2 separate regions of the Mus musculus genome follow, and region 1 is linked to region 2. A link is a contact called in public promoter capture Hi-C data. All regions are on one chromosome and are shown on one strand. Each heading gives the region's core, a stretch centred on a gene start, on an enhancer-like site or on the middle of the called end of the contact. The rest is flanking DNA. Distances are from core to core; before and after follow the strand shown.

Region 1 (2,700 bases), core at 40-2,539, 290 kb after region 2:
GCTAAGCCCCCATCCTTCCTAAGGCTTCCTGCTAAGCCCCCATCCTTTATAAGCATCCTTCCTTCTGAGCACTCCAGCTCACTCCCAGAACCCTTCTCGAAACCCTACAGCTGTTAAAGCTTCTGTGACCCAGCTTCTTCTTCAACTGTTTCCTAACCTGTATCTTTCGCTGTAACTACTAGACTTGAAGGTCCACCGAAGGACGGGTTTCCTTATATTTCTCTTCTCTCATGCACAGCACCATCTTAGATCCGGTCGCTTGAACCCATCTGTCACAACTTTAATTTAGTGAAGCACCTAAAACCGGTGATTTTCCCCCAAGCTTTTGTTGCTGTGGATGTTACAGCCCAGCCAATCTATTGGCAGTGCACAGCATGAAACCTGCTGAGAAACTAAATTTAATCTAGAAATGTACAGAAAGGGGCCATTGGGATTGAGAATAGCTAGATAGGAATTCTGGGATATGGTTTTTATTTCGATTTTTTTTTTCTACATAGCTAGATAACTTTAAAGCTGCTCTCTGTGGATGCTGGAGGGCCCTTAGATTTCCTTCATCAAACACTGCTGCATGAAGTCTAAAGTCCCCACACAAGCAAGCTCTGACACAGCCCCAAGAACATATGGGAATACCTTAGAAACTAAGACTCAGTGGCACATGCCTGTAACTCCTGCACCTGGGAGGTGGAAGCAGAAGGGTCAGGAATTCAAGGCCATCTTTGACTTCACATCAGCCAGCCCAGGCTATCCAAGACCTCATCTCAAAACAAAAACAAAGCAAAATAGAAAGAAAACCAAAGTGTGTCTTGTTAAGACTCTAGAGTTGGGGTAGACGGCCGAACACACCCCCATCTCTGAGTTTAGTCTACACTTTGCAACAAATTAAAAAAGGTCATTACAATGTTCAGCCTAAAGAAGAAGAAAAAAATCTTAACAAAATCACAGAGATTCCTGAGACACCGAAAAAACATTTTTAAAGAGGCAAAAGTCTTACCTGGGGTAGAATGCCAAGTCTCATCACCAAAATGACTGACTCCGGAAGTCTAAGTAGCTCTCCACGCCATGTAAAAGCTAACGTAGCTCAAATCTATTACTGCTGAGAGTCCCTCCTGAGGTCTACCTCTCTCTCTCTCTCTCTTCCCCAAGGCTCCCAATGAGTCACTGTTGGAAAAGCTGCAACACCGGACTGGCAGAGTCCAGCCCAAGGTGGTGGGCCTCAGTGTCGGAGGTGACCGAGGCAGAGGAACACTCCGAAAGTGACAAAAGCGATTAGCAAGTTCCTGTGCCGAAGTGAGTTTCCTGTGGCTGGCTTCTCCACAAAGGGGTTTCGCCTGTGTGGGTTTAGGGGCCTGTGCGCATGTGCGTTTGTTTCCCTCCATGAGCCTGTGAAACCTACCCAAGCAAGAGGCCAAATAGGGCTTTTGCTGCACGGCTGGATTTCTGTTTGATTACCGTTTTATCCTTTCTGGATCGTTTCTCTCTCTCCATTCCCTCCTGTTGAGGGAAGGAAAGGGGGTGAAACTGGGATGATTCTTTCAGGAAATGAAACAAGAGAGGAAAATCGGTTTCACTGTCCTGGCTGGTCTCGGTTAACTTAAGCTTAAGTAAAAGCACTTAACTAAGAACTTAACTTCCGGGCTGAGAATGGAGCCTATGGGTAGCGTACTTGCCTGGCCCTGTGTTTGTGCCCCGTACTGAATAAAAGCCATAGTTCCTGGCACACACCTGTTATCCCAATGTTCAGAAGGATCAGAAGTTCCAGGTTTCCCAGGTATGATGGCACCTGCCTTTAATTCCAGCGCTCAAGAGGCAAAAAGCAGGTGGAGTTCTTTGAGTTCAAGGCCAGCCTGGTCTACATAGAGAATTCTAGAACATCCAGAGCTTCACAGAGAGTCTCTGTAAAAAAAAAAAAAAAAACTCAGCTGTACACGGAGTTCACCACCAGCCCAGCAGGAGACAGTCGGTGGGTTCTCTGGATCACTCTGCCTTATTAATAATGAGTTGTGCTGCCAGTATTAGTAACAATTTAAAAATGAAGGGCATAGCAAAAGTCAAGTAACCGCCACAGAGCAGCACCTGGGCCGGGAGGTACTAGACCCTGTGCTGTTTTCTGACCCCTCTGAGTTTCATTATTTGACTAAAAACACAACTGTACTTGTCCCTCCTCGCTGTGCCAGCCAGGTGTAGAGACCATCTGCCACAATGTAACCCCATGGTCAAACTGCCTAAACCAGCCATTTGACTCTCCTGAAGTATTAACACCCTCCCCCCTCCCCTCCCCCTCCCCTTCCCATGCCCCGCCACCCTAAGTCTTGAATCACTATAAATGCTACTGACCAGGATGGTAACTTGCTCAAAATATCGGAGTGCCAAGTAGGCAAACAGCAGAAAGACCTTAAGGCAGACATGAGATTGGATTAGCCAGGCCTTAGGTACTTTAAATGGGATTAAATGGCACGTCTCTAATCCCAGCACTCTGGAGGCAGAGGCAGGCAAATCTCTGAGTTCTGGTCTACAGAGTGAGTTCCAGGACAGTCAGGGCTACACAGAGAAACCCTGTCAGAGAGAGGGAGAGGGAGAGGGAGAGGGGGAGAGGGGGAGGGGGAGAGAGGGGAGGGGGAGAGGGGGAGAGGGGAGGGGAGAGGGGGAGAGGGGAGGGGAGAGGGGGAGGGAGAGGGAGAAAGAAAGGGGAGGGTGATAGGT
Region 2 (2,700 bases), core at 148-2,647:
TGGTTTCGAAGCCTTTTTTACAGCTGCGGAGTCTTGGTGGCTAACTAACTGTATCAACCCCTAGAACAGTTCGGAACTGGGAGTTTTCTACAGTCTGCGATTCTCAGTACATGTGTGCACCTATCGACAAAGTCTTGATTCTGAATTCAGAACATGGTTAAACTGGCCTGGCTTGACTTTTGCTGCCTAAAAGATAAAAGATCGAAGATCAAAAGGATGGAGAACTTCAGAATTCCTGGCTGGCTTCAGGAATTACTTTTACTAATGGTGGTAAGATCTGACTTTTCGATTAGACTGGAAAGGTCGGCACTCGGGAAAGTTGGCCTGCTTACCTAACCTCTGTACGGACAGTGTCTTCACCTCCAGACCTGAGGCAGACCTGAGGATCAGATTAAGGAAATGGGTGAAAGGGTTCCTGAGTAAGAAAGACCTCAATATAAAGAGATTAGGATTTCTTCATTTATATGTCAAGTTAAAAGGAACATAAATACCCCCTCTACCCTCCACTATTACTATGGATGATATCTATGAGTTTTCAAAGCCTCCACCACACCCCACACGCCCCACATTCACAGATCTTCAAACTGCATGGTTCACTGTTATCTAGCACTGACTTTTTGTTTTTGTTTTGTTTTGTTTTGTTTTTGTTTTTGTTTTTTTTTTTTTTTTGAGACAGGGTTTCTCTGTGTAGCCCTGGCTGTCCCGGAACTCACTCTGTAGACCAGGCTGGCCTCGAAATCAGAAATCTGCCTGCCTCTGCCTCCCAAGTGCTGGGATTGGGATTAAAGGCGTGCTCACCACCGCCCCGCTAGCACTGACTTTTAACCTATGGAGTAACTTGCAGGGTGGCAGGTCAGGTCTAGTGCCTAAATCTGAGTCAGAATTACGCGCGTGACACAGACGTTGGATTTGCACTTCATGGAAGGCAGGGCCAACTTCTCTCCACTTCCCTTGAAACTTGTACACGAGTCGAAAATCAGTTGCACACCCCTTCACAAAGACTTCGTCTTTCCTTCTCCTTGAAACTGTCCACAGTGAAAGCAAAACTCCCATCCTTAGAATCTTCCAGAAACTCAGAGCTGGAGGGTAATTAACTTGCTCACAGATAGTGAGGGCAGAGTTGGGTCTGGAGCCTCCTTCTAACATCCATTGCACGTTTTTCTACGGGGGGGGGGCGGATTATACATAATAATAGTATCACTAACAACAGTGGCTAACGCTATATGCCGATATTCTATCAGCTTCCATTTAACTAGATGGGGGGGGTAGTTTTGGGTCCTTCTTTTAATTAAAGTAGCCTACTGTGAAACAGTATTTTTTTTTTCAGTTGCATGACATTGCAACCCGAAATCACAACTTTAGGTTCCTTGTGGTGCCCGCTTCCTCTTCTAGTTTGTTTAGTCACAGAATTCGATTCCTGTTGGCTGTTTCCGCGCTGCAAACAGGCTTAGCGCTCCATTGAAATGCGGGAGGCTCCTTAATTCTTGTATAAACAGGTAACCCGAGGGGTGGGGCGGGGGCCGCGGCCCTAGGGTGGGTTTCCTGGGAGTGGGGATGGGGGTCAGACTTAGTTCCCCTGTGATCAGAGGCAAGGTTAAAGGAGGGCTTGGCTGAGGTTTCTCCTTGCACTGTTTTTGTTCCCTTTCTAGAAACCAGCTGTAACACTAGGTCAGAGCGCATTCAGAATGAGCCACTTTGAACGAGCAGCGGCGCCCAGGCCCCAGGCCCTGCTGTGAAGGCTCCGGCAAAGGTCAGAGCTCCGGCCCCCCGTGACGTGCCTGCCTGTGCTCTCCGAGCTATGCTCAGCCTCAGGTAAGAACAGCCCAGGAGGTCCTGGCTTCCTGCAGGCCCGCGGCGGGGCTCGTCTGCCGCCCTACCTGCTCCAGCGCCTTCCTGCCCCGCAAGGCCGGGGGCGGTGGCACTGCTCACCCCGGGAGTCAGGCGCAGGGTCCTTAGTCCTTGGTGCAGGCTCAGGGTGGCTTACTCTAAACAGCCATAGGCGGCCGGAAGCCACTCTTCTAGATGTCCCCAGGTGGGGCAGGTGCCACTTCTGGGGTCCCTTCTGAATGTCTGAAATGGATGTGACTTTTTGAGCGGCCAAAGTTCGTAAATCCTCCGCATCGGGGCCAGTCCGATATGATTTTTTTTTTTTTTTAAACCTTCAGCTAAGGTATCCGCGCTTCTAAAACAACAGGAATGTTGCACTGGCCTTCGGCCAGCGGAGGCTCAGCGAGCAGGATAAAATTTCAGTGCAGATTTACGGGAAGTTGCCGGTGTTGGGAGTAAAAATCTGGTTTGGTGAGTTTAAGGGAAGGGAGTATACGAGACAACCTTGCTACTGTGAGGCGAATGGCCTCGTCTGGGGGAGGGCAGGAGGCGGAGGGAGGGAACCGGGAAGAGCAGGGATTGCAGAGGCACCGATTGCAGCCGGACTCCGCCGCGCTCCGCGGGATCCGACCCTGTGCCGCTCCGCCCGGGCCACAGCCGCACCGCAGCCGGCTCGTACGACCCAGCCCAGCCGGCCGCCGAGCGCCCGGACCCGGAGAAGCCAGGCTCTGGGCCGGGAAGACGTTTCTTACCGCAGGTCACTCAGGCTAAGAAATTGTGACAAACTGGAATTCCCAGAACCCGGGAAGAGTTAAAGCCTAGAGCGATCTGATCTGTTGCTTTAAGCCGCACGGTGGGAAGTAGTTTGGAGAC

What was found. Promoter capture Hi-C pulls out the DNA fragments that hold promoters and counts their contacts.
Region 1: a contact with region 2 is called in a promoter capture Hi-C map of pre-B cells, with 2.3 times the contacts expected there. The contact joins the promoter of Rhoh here to the promoter of Rbm47 in region 2. A contact is called at or near these places in 1 of 39 promoter capture datasets (pre-B cells) and 2 of 115 datasets of contacts at active chromatin or transcription factors (bone marrow-derived macrophages and memory CD8 T cells).

The regions. Positions count from the first base shown.
Region 1 is chr5:65,862,173-65,864,872 of GRCm38.p6, reverse strand. It overlaps Rhoh (ras homolog family member H), which reads right to left and starts at 1,289. Exons shown (of 3, transcript NM_001081105.2): 1 at 992-1,289.
Region 2 is chr5:66,150,651-66,153,350 of GRCm38.p6, reverse strand. Rbm47 (RNA binding motif protein 47) reads left to right here and starts at 1,397. Exons shown (of 8, transcript NM_001127382.2): 1 at 1,397-1,496; 2 at 1,650-1,812. Gm26725 (a long non-coding RNA gene) reads right to left here and starts at 2,347. Exons shown (of 5, transcript XR_001785070.2): 1 at 1,878-2,347; 2 at 333-379.